Regions from separate parts of the Mus musculus genome. Here region 2 is linked to region 1. A link is a contact called in public Hi-C data. All regions are on one chromosome and are shown on one strand. Each heading gives the region's core, a stretch centred on a gene start, on an enhancer-like site or on the middle of the called end of the contact. The rest is flanking DNA. Distances are from core to core; before and after follow the strand shown.

What was found. A called contact is a pair of places that touch in the nucleus more often than the background predicts.
Region 2: a Hi-C map of liver shows a contact between it and region 1, with 2.0 times the contacts expected there. The contact joins two enhancer-like sites. A contact is called at or near these places in 17 of 484 Hi-C or Micro-C datasets (brain, differentiating embryonic stem cells, embryonic retina and 4 more), 2 of 115 datasets of contacts at active chromatin or transcription factors (both in embryonic stem cells) and 2 of 9 other capture datasets (adipose tissue and pancreatic islet).

What each region holds. Positions count from the first base shown.
Region 1 is chr12:72,719,411-72,725,780 of GRCm38.p6, forward strand. No RefSeq gene overlaps it. Among named protein-coding and RNA genes, the nearest start is that of Ppm1a, 39 kb to the right of the region's middle. Within about 2 kb of position 2,496, at least 7 of the 459 cell types and tissues checked have an H3K27ac peak or open chromatin away from gene starts, as enhancers often do. A contact at or near this core is called in liver, where this site is marked.
Region 2 is chr12:72,788,861-72,795,230 of GRCm38.p6, forward strand. Ppm1a (protein phosphatase 1A, magnesium dependent, alpha isoform) reads left to right here. Exons shown (of 6, transcript NM_008910.3): 4 at 1,773-1,881; 5 at 3,918-3,975; 6 at 4,852-6,080. The coding sequence ends at 4,881. Among named protein-coding and RNA genes, the nearest start is that of Gm33785, 25 kb to the right of the region's middle. Within about 2 kb of position 3,576, at least 5 of the 459 cell types and tissues checked have an H3K27ac peak or open chromatin away from gene starts, as enhancers often do. A contact at or near this core is called in liver, where this site is marked.

The sequences.
Region 1 (6,370 bases), core at 1,246-3,745:
GCCCTAAAATAATTTTGAACACAAACACAAGATTTCCAGTGGAAAAATATCTAAGCATGTATTTCAGGCTTTGTTCTTGGTCTAGTGTTAGTTTCCATAAACTCCCGTTCACATAAACAATACCTTTCCTGAGAGGGGGGTGATACTCAAGAGTTAAACAGCTTACAAACATTCCCTAAGAGTTGAGCTGTCTGTGTAGACCCTCGATGTTTGAGCACAGACAGTGATGGAAGCCAGGCAGCCTACACTTGTAGCATCCCTTCGCTTTTCATAACTTTCCACATCACCGATTTACATTACCGCTAGAAATAAATCTCCTATGTTTATTCAAACACTGAAGGCACAGAACACATTCGTTTTATTGTATAAAACTCTACTGGAAAAAAATCCTGGCTCTAAGGATAGTAATCCCCAACCCCTGGTCAAAATACCAGGCCGATGCGCTGTTTTCTATTCTGGGTATCATTCCGTTCACTGATGCCCTTTAACCTACCTTTACTGCACAGCAGAGAGCTGTCACTTAGCCAATCCCAGCAAGCCAGAGCAGACAGCCCGCTCCGCCTAGGACTTGAAGGGAACTGAAAGGCAATCCACCCTGAAGCATTTATCCTATCAGTGACTTGCCATCATTCAAGACTCATGTGGTATCAGCCAGAGGACCCTTGGAAACTGCAAATTCCTTGCTTTGGAAGAAGTTACATTGTCTGTCTTATCTATTAGTTTAGAGGTAGGATCAAGGCATTGAATTTGAATGAGTGAGACAAAAATAATTTAGAACCTAGATCAATGCAAATGAAAGGCAAGAAAAGATCCCCCCTCTCTTTGTGTGTGTGTGTGTGTGTGTGTGTGTGTGTGTGTGTGTGTGTGTGTATACATTACATCTGTATGTGGATCCCCATGGAGGCAGAAGAGAACATGGGTTCCCCTGGATCTGGAGTTAGAGATGGTTGTAAGTCACCTGATATGGATCCTGACAACCAAAATCAAGCCCTCTGAAAGAACAACAAGTACTGTTATCCCTAAAACATCTCTCTAGACATCCCCAAAAGGTATGTCTTAAGGAAGGACAACCTGGGTATTACTACTGGGCGAGGAGAAAGAAGAGCAGGAGACAGATGCTCCCCACGTGATAGTGCCGTCTTGGAAGTGTCACAAAGCACAACCAACATTCCAGCCCTCCTCTGTGCCAGTCATTCATGTGCTTCCCGCACGGTGGATGTCAGGGGTTGCCCCATCGTGTCATTCAGACACAGCATCCCAGAAGCCAGTGTTGGAGTATAGATTGGTTTTGGTTTGGTTTGGTTTTAGATTTATTTTATATACACCATTCTGCCTGCATGTATATCTGCAGGCCAGAAGAGGGCATCAGATCTCATTACAGATGTTTGTGAGCTACCATGTAGTTGCTGGGAATTGACCTCTGGAAGAGCAGCCAATGCTCTCAACCGCTGAGCCATCTCTCCAGCCTGTTGGAGTACAGAAACCATCCAGGTTAGAGAGCCCATCTGGTTTCTTTGTCACCAATTCATTTCTCTTAATTATCTTTAGGGCCTACCTGGCCCTCCTTTTACTCAGTTTTATTTTGTTAATCGATCCAAATAGATATTCTACTTGAGCAAAACCAAATGTATAGCCCAGGCCAGCAATAGAAAGAGAAATGCTGAATTCAGAAAGCAATTGAAGAAAGCAAAGCCAGGCAAAGAACGGGTCTGTTTCTTAGGCAAATGTAACTTTTGCCGTGTTTTGAGAACCACTCTACTTTTAACTGAAGGAAACAAAGTGACAGTGTTTTGTTAGATATGAGCCCTCGGTGACTGACACAAAAAGGAGGACCTTTGAAAGGAGGGTAATGAAGAGACTTAAAGATCAAGCCATCATCCTGAGTTGTAGGAAGTGAGCTAAAAATAAGCCGCCTGCATCTAGTCCTCAAGAGCCCAGGGCCCCGGCCTTTTGAAGTATGAAGACAGAGTTCCCTACATCGAGAGCCCAGAACTTCTCTGATTCCATAGCACCCTCTCTGGCAAGAGTTCCCAATAAACCCATTCACAATGAGATATAAAACAACAATGTTGCTTCCAAAGAAAGCAACCCTTCTTGCTCAAATCTCATCATTCATGTCAACACACCGAACACTAAGAAGCCCCACAGAGAAGAAATCTGTCTAGTTTTGTTTTATTCCAAGGGTCCAACATATTTGACAGAGGACGCCCTTCTATCCCCGAATCTCTACTAAAGTTGGGGGGGGGGGGAGCCTGCAATCAATAGTCACAGAGGCCTGATCTGCACCAGGTACGGGTGAGTGAGGCAGGGAGACTGGGAGGAAAGGGTGCTAGGAAGAAGGAGCCCTTGGTCCAGGAGCAGAGCATGCATATTCTTCCTGCTAGATGGAGCCTGAGCAGCAGGTGGGAAAATGTCACGTTAGGAAACTGATTGGGAAAGGATTCATCTTGATCCAAGAACCTTGCCCAGGCTTGCTGAAATCACACCACCTCTAGCAGTCGGGTACCAGCCAGGTTCTCGGTAGAGGCAGTCAGGCCACATCAGAGTAGGACACAAAGGTCAGGGAAGCATGTGACCTGCCTGCCAGGAGCACGTGGTTACCGCTTTAGGCCTGGCTTTACCTTATCTAAAGCCAAAGCCAAAATGCACACTTCTATAGATGCTGCCTTCTCAAAAGGCCCATGCTGTCTGTCACTCACTCCCCTTCTAGTGTATCTACTTCCCAGAGGCTTGGGATGTAGCGAAAGAGTGATAAGGCACACACCATTTTCAGTCTTAGAAAGGATGGCAGCAGGATACTATAGAGCAAATGCGCCATAGCAGTCCTAAGTGCCACAAGCGAGCACAAATCTCCGCTTCTTCATTAGATTAGCCTGTTGTCCCAAGCTTAGAGTGGAAGGCCAGAGCAGCCTTTTAAAGTTCTGGTTGAACCGGGCATGGTGGCGCACGCCTTTAGTCCCAGCATTCGGGAGGCAGAGGCAGGAGGATTTCTGAGTTCAAGGCCAGCCTGGTCTACAAAGTGAGTTCCAGGACAGCCAGGGCTACACAGAGAAACCCTGTCTTGAAAACCCAAAATAAAATAAAATAAAATAAAATAAAATAAAATAAAATAAAATAAAGTAAAATAAAATAAAATAAAGTTCTAGTTTTTCTGCAGCTCTGAGTTCTGAAAAATGGAAGCGTCTTTTACTCATCCCAGAAATGCAAGTGTATGCATCCCACCCAGGGCTGTCGTGTCAATGCAGGTCTCAGGTCTCCTCTGGGCAAACAAGAGTCTCTGCAGGAGGAGGAGACGTTGTACGAGGCCTCAGGAGAGTTGCTGCTGCCAAGAAGTGCTTAAAGCTGAAGGTGAGAGGGTGCCTACAGCTCTTGGAAGATCTAGGAATCTGGCAACTCGTTTTATTTGTAGAATAAAAGAAGGGCTTCAGAGGTCCTAGCTCTGACGTACTTCTATGGTCTGTCTGAGGATGCAGGGACAGAAGGGACTGGAAGCCCATCCGCCTACTTTCCTCTCTAACACACACACACACACACACACACACACACACACACACACTCCCCAGGCTAATCTAATGCACAATTAGAAGGTGTGGCCCTGTTGGAGTAGGTGTGTCACTGTGGGTGTGGACTTTAAGACCCCCATATTAGCTGCCTGGAAATCAGTAGTATTCTGCTAGCAGCCTTCAGATAAAGATGTAGAACTCTCAGCTCCTCCTGCACCATGCCTGCCTGGATGCTGCCATGTTCCTGCCTTGATGATAATGGACTGAACTTCTGAACCTGTAAGCCAGCCCCAATTAAATGTTGTCCTTTATAAAACTTGCCTTGGTCATGGTGTCTGTTCACAGCAGTAAAACCCTAACTAAGCCACATATATAACATATTGTTTCTTTTTTTCCTATGTACGCACATATATGTATGCAGTAGCATATGTGTGAGCTAGTGTATGTGTGGAGACCAGAGGCTGACTCCGGCTGCCTTCTTCAATCTTCCTTTACTTTCCTGTAACAGAGTCTACTGCCGAGCCCTGAGTTCAGCCCCTTGGCTTCTCTGGATAGTCAGAGCGCCCTGGGATTCCAGGCAAGCCACCCTGTGCTTCTAGATTTTTATGTGGATGTTAGGGACCTGAAGTACAGCCTTCATGTTTAAGCAGCAACCTCACTATCTACCGAACCCCTTCTCCCCAACAGTTTACATTAGATGATGGTTCAGATTAGAGATACCTGTCGACGTGTCATTTTAGTGCAGAAACATAGCTCCAGGTTCCCCCTTTAGGGTGCTCAAATACATTGCCACTGGTCTACACAAGACAATGGGGTTGGATATAGAAACTGGTAGACTCCCGTGAAGCAGGTAATTTCTTTAGATAGTCCCTTCTTTTCCAGAGTACCACTGTCCCTAGATCTCCTTTCTCTAGCGCACAGGCTTGGATCTCACTTACCTGACCTTGATTCCTAGCTTTTCTGTGTGATCCTTGCATTACATTCAGCACATCAGAAAATGAAGATCTAATGCCCTCATTCACGGGGTGGTTATAGCAACTGAGCTCCTCTGTGTCATCATCTCAGACAGTGCTGGGCAGTAAAACTTGTTGGCAAACTTTCATCAAGCAGTGGCAGTAACTGACAGACAAAAAAAAAAAAAGTCAAGGCCCAACCAAGGAAGACGAGCAGGAAGGATGAGCAAGAAGGCATAGCTGGAAACAGGCTGTAATCTTTGCCTCTGCTGACCTAACCCCTCTCCACTCTGGTCGCAAATCAAATAAATCTAAAGGTCCCTGGGAGAAGTGACAGATAGCCTTGGCCCTCTGCCATCTCCTTTGGGCCAGGGAATGTCTCCAAGATTGAGGCCACATGGGGTAATAGATCAGGAATTATCCTCAAAGAAGTCCTTTCTTCATAGTTTTTTGCCTGCCTCATCTTAGGCAAATCATTTCCAGTCCCTGCCTCGTCTCTATTCTCATGTGTAAAATGTCCAATAATGATGACATCCACCCATAAGACATTTGTACAGAGTAGCAAGATTGTGTAGGAACAATCTTTGGGTATGGTTATATTCTTAAGTCAGAAAAGGGGGAGTAATTGTTCAAAAATCATCTCACTTGAGAAACTTTCTATAGCAATGAACTGTAAGGTAATTGCTTTACTCAGCAACTGTTCAAAGTTTTCCTTTACATTATGTGAGTATTTGATCTTCCTTTCAATTCTGACCTACGTGGCCTTCATAGCATAAGCCCCAGACTCCCTGTACTGACTAGTTTTGTGTGTCAACTTGACACTAGTTAGAATCATCAAAGAGGAAGTAGCTCCAGTTGAGAAAATGCCTCCATGAGATCCAGCTGTTAGGCACTTTTTGAATTAATGATCGATGGGGGAGGGCCCAGCCCATGGAGGGTGGTGCCATCCCTTGGCTGGTAATTCTGGGTTCTATAAGAAATCAGGCTGAGCCAAAAGAAAAAAAAAAAAAAGAAAAGAAAAGAAAGAAAAGAAAAAGAAATCAAGCTGAGCAAGCCAGGGGAAGCAAGCCAGTAAGCAGCACCCCTCCATGGCCTCTGTATCAGCTCCTGCCTCCAGGTTCCAACCCTGCTTGAGTCCCTGTCCTGACTTCCTCCAATAATCTGGAAAGTGTAAGCTGAATAAACTCCTTCCCTCCCAACTGGCTTTTTGGCCATGGTGCTTTGTTGCAGCAATAGAAACTCTAACTAACACACTCCCTAAATGAGAACTTCTGATGGGACCCAAGTTCACATATTTTGCAGCCCCTGAGTGGTATATGAGGAGCAACAGACCACCGATTCCTGGCTTATTGACCAAAACTGAGTGCCCTGGGGCTGACACTGATACCCTTATGATATCCTCAAGTTCTGTGGATCAAAAGGACAGAAACATACTCAGTCTGATTCAAGCTCCCTCTTTACTTAGAAAAGTGGTGGTAGGAATTACCAATGAGCATAGACCCTGTGGATTAACGTGGCTTTAGCCTCCAAAGGATCGAATTTCAATTTATTTTTCAAACTGCCACCCCCAGGTATCTCTAAAACGACCTAAGAGGACACAGGGAGGATCACAGGAGGGTTTCCTGAAGATTGGGAGGAGGGAGGGAGGGAGGGAGGGAGGGAGGAGGAGGGGAGGGAGAGAGAGAGAGAGAGAGAGAGAGAGAGAGAGAGAGAGAGAGAGAGAGAGAGAGAGAGAGAACACCTTCAAACTCAGGGGTGGTCAGTGTGCTCACAGCAAAAAGAGAAGTGAGGAGAAGTGAGGAGACCCCCCTCCCCCTTTTCCACCCCCTCCCCTCTTAACTGGTACCTGCAAAGACTTGAAGTTAAATGGGCATATTATAAAGCAACAAGAAACTTAAAACCAGTTCTTTGTTT
Region 2 (6,370 bases), core at 2,326-4,825, 71 kb after region 1:
TTTATTAAGGAAGGTGTGGGGGGGGATTATGTTTGTGTCTGTGTTCATGAAACATAAGAGAATTTCGTGGCATACATATTCTTTATGAAGGTATCAAGTCTTTTACAGTCTGTTAAATTGTATAGTCCAAGAACAATTAAAAGAATTTCCTTCTCATTCAATATTTTCTAGAAGCCAAAGGAAGAGGGAGGGATAGTGTAATTGTTCAGTTTAAATGATTGTCCCACATCAAATAAGAGATTCTAATTGTTTCTAAAGCTTTTATTATTCATAAAATATTTTTCCTGTATTCTTCACAATTAAAATATCCTAACATTTTCGTGAAGATGTAAGCTACATCAGATACAGTGGGGTTTTTACTTAGGACTGAAACCATCATTGGTTAAATTTATCATCAGTGTTCATTTCTCTTGTATCTAGAGCTCTAATCAAATGATTGTATTAGCTTAGTAGACACTGTGTTGTGTGTTACAGTGTTAGATTGTGAACTTGTGTAGCTTAGGTAAGCATCAAACCCCTTTATTTTTGTATAGTAGATTTTCAGCACTAGAACCATGTAGAAAATCAATATGCCAAAATGTTAAAGATTACACAATAAAGGAACTTGGCAAACCAAATCTGAGATCCTTGCTTTTTGTTCAGATTTAAGACTGCTTTATTTTGTTTTGTTTTTGTTTTAAGGAAAAGAAGGCATACAATAATTTAACACATGGTAAAATTTGGCTTTTATTTTAGAAAGACAATTTTGAACCATTTAAAGAGATTTTATGGGTAGCAGTGTCTGTTTAACTTGTGCTTCAATTGTGAAGTAATTAGAGGCTTGGTCAGAATGAAAAGTTTTCATGTGCATTGTTAATTTCAAAGGTGCTTACACTTGGAGAACTAAAATGATAATTTCTTGCCTGGGCAGCAAAGAAAATTTCTTAATGTAAATATTGAGAAACAAAAAAGTTGCAAATGCCTTTAGCTGAAATTTGCACTGAAAATAAATATGCTAAGTTTCCAATGATGCCTTGTACTTAGTTTAGAGCTGGGCTAAGGCTCTTTGTTTACAACTTGGGATGTTTTGTGATAAGAGTAACACTGCATCAGTAGTGCATACCTAGTGACTGGATGCTTTGAAACTAATTTTAAATGCATCTGTACAGCTTTATTTTTGTCATGAAATTTAGACCTTTTTCATTTAAAGCCTTGCTTAAATAACAAGGGAAGGGAATGGTGTTTGTGTCTATGTGTCATTTAAAGATATAGTAGAGGAAAATGGGTCTGCAGAGTGATGCTCAGGTATATAATTTGCATGCTATTTAAGTCATGTTGCAACTATAAAGATATAGGTTAAAATAATAGCGACAAATATGTAAATTGCTCTTATTTAATTTTATATGTGCAATGTATTATATTGGGTAAAGTACAGAAAACTTGTATTCAGTGTAAGGCAGGAGTTGACCTCCTCAGCAGCACCTGGTCAGCATCTTGGAAAAGGGATCCTTATTTGTACACACAAGTCAGAACAAGTTAATAACTAAAGAGTACTTTCTCTTTTCACATTTTTGTCCTATTTTTATTCATTGAAGTAAATAGTTTGTCTTTTTCTGCATCCTTTTGTTCTTTTATTTTTGAGGATCAGTGATTAATTTTATCCTAGTTCAGAAAATCTCAAGCTCGTGTAGTCAAAGTAAATAATGTCTGTGATAACCTAAGATACTTTAATTTCAGTGTTTTAAAAATTGAGTTTTGATAACACTTACAAAAAAAGTACTTCTGATTCCCAGAAATCATAAAGAAGCAGGTGGAAGGCGTCCCTGACTTAGTCCACGTGATGCGCACGTTAGCCAGTGAGAACATCCCCAGCCTCCCACCAGGGGGTGAATTGGCAAGCAAGTGAGTATGCCGTGCATGCCCTTGGCTGTTGTGTGTAGATAACTGCGAATGCTCCTAATCTCGGAAGCCTCTTCACTGTTGGGAACTAGGCTTGTTGGGGATCAGTACTTGAATGTCAGTTACTGTTTGTGACTGAGCATCCTTAGTGGAAGCTTGGGGAACAAAGAATAACTGAGATAATATTGTGAAAGGATATTTTAAATGAAATTAAATGACACTACAAAAAGTGTAATTGGGTATAGTAACAGTGGTGGTAAGATTTCCTTTAATGGTTATAACACTTTAAGGATTGTCTTCAATCTGGGCAATGTTTTCTACATGTCCTTATTTTCCAGTATTTTATTGTTGACTAGTGGATACTGTCAGAAAGGGTAGACAGACACTTCCCTTCCTATTGCTTCATAGAACCATACTAACTTGAGGTAGCTATTATATTAAGTGTATATATCTGTAGTTAACAATATACATTGTGGAATTTAAGGTGGTTTTTTCTTTCTTATTTTAGTGCTTGGCACAGAGGGATATTGTGATCATTTCTTTAATCTTCCGTAGTTTGCACATTAGCTATAGTTTTTGTGATCTTTTCACCAGGGATTGCAAAGCCTCCTACTCAGACTTGTATTTTTTGAAAACTTTTCATTCCATGACCATCTCCAACTAAGACTGTCTGTAAAGTTGCTTCCAGTCAATTTTAGAAGGAGGATATAACATGTGTGTGTGTGTGCGTGCGTGGGCGGGCACGTACATGTGTGTGGGTGGATGTGGGTGTGTGTTTGTGCGGGCTTGCTAGGCAAGTACTTTGTCATTTAAGTATCAAAGGGTTATCCTTGTTTTTTTTTTGTTTTGTTTTGTTTTGTTTTTTGTTCCTTGTTTTTGTTTTGTTTTTTGAGATATGGTATAGTCCTTGTATATATAGTCCAGGCTGTCTCCTACCTCAGGTAATCTTGCCTCAGCTGCACATGCTGAGATTCTAGGCCTGTGCTACTACACAAAGCCAGATTATTAAAATAAAATAAAAATAAAAACTAATTCCTATACTTGTTATAGAAGTATTCAACATTTTAGGGTTTTTTTTTTGGTAGGAGTTTTTTTTAAGGGATGTTAAGAAAAGCAAAGACAATATATACGATAGATTATTATAGCATGTTAAAGTTGCTTCTACTCTGAAAGTACGGTCTTACCTTTAACCAGAATGTCTTAAGATTGGTATTGGTGTTGCGCACTTGTAGCTCAAATTGAAGTAGGGGCACACACACACACAGACTTTTGAGTGTGTGCGCATGTGTACATGCATGTGTTTGAGTACATGGATGCAGAGGCCAGACGTTACATGCGGTAGACAACCTCTTCCTCTGCTGTCCTACTTATGTTTGACATTGGGACTCTCACTGACCCCAGAACCCAATCGCTAGCTGACCAGTAAGGGCCAGGGTTCTCCAGGCCTCTGCCTCTCCGCTAGTGCCAAAGTTACAGACACAGGCCACCGTGTGGATGCTGGCATCCCGGTGCAGGCCTGCTCTTGTGAGATACACTTTTTTTTTTTTTTTTTTTTGCCAGCTGATCTGTTAACTCCCTAAGGTTATTCTGTCCCTCTCCCTCTCCTCTCTCCCTCTCTGCCCCCCACCACTCCCCCTCATTGTGTAAAGGCACCTAAGCCAAGCCTAATGGCCTGCCTTTTAAACCCTCTGGAACCCATATCGTAAAAATCGAGGAATTCCTGCAAACTGTCCTCTGACCTCTCGTTTGCATGTGCACACAGTAAGTAAATGAATGTTAGAGAAAGACCAGCTGGTGGTTTGTTAAAATAAATATTTGTATGTTAAACTGCTTTCTGCTCTAGTATTCTCTAGAGCAGTTGGGAACATATATTCTGCTTTACAGTAATGGTGCCTCTGCACCAGGACACAGGTGTCTTAGACAGGCTTGGTGTTGTCAGCAGAGGCTCAAAGTGCAAGATTATTTTTTGGAGTTCTAATGAGCACCAAGCTAGGGGTTACTTTCTGAAGGATTGACTTTGTGTGTTTTTTAACATTTAGGCGGAATGTAATTGAAGCCGTTTACAATAGACTGAACCCTTACAAAAATGACGACACTGTGAGTAGCGTTCTCGCCCGCCCTGCTTTTCTCTCCCTGTGCTCAGTGCACACACCCTTCCCTGTGAGGCTGTTCTAGCCACAGACTGAATGAGTACTGTGAATTCTGCTTGCTCCAGTTCTTGCATATAGCAGTGGCTGAGGATATAAGCATGGTGAGTGGCACCTCTCACGCCAAAAAAGAAAATCTCTATCATCGATCAACTCCAGAAGACCTACCTTCACCATTTTTATTTAAGTTAGGAATCTCTTCACTCAGAATCTTGGATTATTCTGAGTTTCATGCGGAGTAGCAGTGGAATTGTGAGTGTTCATCTCCATGAAGTGTTTTTATGCTTACAAAGATCTTTGCCACAGGTCCTGAGGCTGTGCTAGAGAAGCCCTGCCAATAAGTCTTAGCATGGCAGAGTGTTGTGGTCTCTTAGCTGTTAACTTGGAGTCACTGAGAGCAGCTCTCACACATTCTGCAGCATAGCAAAGCTCACCAATGCCGTTTTCCTCCCACAATGCAATAAATTTAATGAAAAAAATGAACTTTTAAAATAACATAGGTGACACTTTATAATAATTCTCTTGGTTTAATGATATATTTATCCATCCTCACAGTGTTTTTCTAAATCAACGGGTTTATTTGTTTGCTTATGGAAAATGTTGGTGGGTGGGGCCAGGCCAAAACAAGTTTTAATTTTTTTTTAGTCAAACAGATTAAATATTAGTATTTCATATATGTATAAACATAAACTTTAAAAACCAAGTAAGTTCTGGAGATGAGTGTTATAGAGCTTGTCTTTCTGCATTAGTGTCTTTCTGAAGTGTACATTTTAGCATCTGGAAGATTTCCTTTAATGCCTTGTTTTGTTTGTTTTCCTATGTGAAGGATTCTGCGTCAACCGATGATATGTGGTAAAGCCGCTCACCCAGCCGTGGACTCACCTTCGCCTGCAAAGGGGAAGCCAGCTCATCCTTGCCGAGCCTTTACCATCCATCACCGACTTCACAGGAGGGTCTGACACGGGTGAGGACTGCAGCTTCAGCGATGGAACAGCTAGCCCAGAATGGATTTTCTTTTTTTATTGTAAATTTGAGACTTATGTAAGCGTGATTTCAAACCGTAATTCATGTTGTAAATCAGACTCCAGCAATTTTTGTTGTATGATTTTGGTTTTTGTAAAGTGTAATTGTCCTTGTACAAAGTGCTCATATTTAATTATGAACTGCTTTAAAATCACTATCAGTGAATGATAAAGGAAATTTGGCTTGTTGTGTGACACAACAGACATAGTCATGCTGTGTCTGGACTCGGTTGGGATAGGGAAAGCGGCAGCCACATAGCTGCATGCTACGTGCACACGATTAGGAAGAATTCCAAAAGCTTACACAGCTGTCACCCAGGCTCATGGAAACTGTCTCTGTTCCGGCGAGGACTGGCTCACTGATACAGCCATCGCTCTCACCTGTCTCTAGGATGTCCTCTCCTCGTAGCCAAGATATTGCAGCTGATCCTGTATATTCATGAGAGTATCTATCAATTTTGGGCTAACATGCCTTGATTCTCTTGCACCTCTTTATGAGTTCTTACATTTAATTACTAATTGGTAAGCAGCAGCTTCCTACACAGTAGGAGACTGCCACATTTTTTTCCTATCATGACTGGCTGGGCCTGCTGCTGTTCCTAGTAAGATATTCCGAATTCCATTTTATCAATAAAGCTTGGTTTAACAAACAAGACATGTAATCATGTATGCGTGATTCCTCGGTCACCCCGGCTTCAGACCCCACTCGGGGAGAGAAAGATGTCATGTTTCCTTAAACTGGATGATGGTGTTAGCATCCAGGTGCAGGTGGATCGGAAGATTGACGTCTGCTGTCTCCTAATCTGTTTTAATTGCGTTTCTTCCAGGCTGCTTACTTCTCATTAAGATGTGTGTCAGCTTGACTTTACCTACTGTTAATTAAAGTAATTGTCAAAGTTTGACAACCCTAACCCTGTGATAGATGTGTGTGTGTTGAATGTGTGTTTGCCTGTAACTTTTAATTGACCCACGTCTTTAGAATCTAAGAGGTTAAGATACATTTGTGATTTGAAATAAAAGCATGTTGATAATATTTAGCTGTTGGCCTTTAAAAATACATTTCACAGCTTGAGGAATTGTAGATATAAAACATGATTTAATTTTAGGCTTAACTCCCTCTGACTAAGCATGTAAGTTTTCCCGTCTGTCACATTATAGAGACTACTGTTCTGTACCTTCTGTGTCTCCGTCTCCTTAGGTGCTGTATTATCACCATGCGATCCATTCGGTTATAGGCAGATCCCAATAGGAAACGATCAAAGTACATCAGATACAAAGTCACAACTTTATGTATAAAAGTTAGCATAAGACATTTTGTTCTAT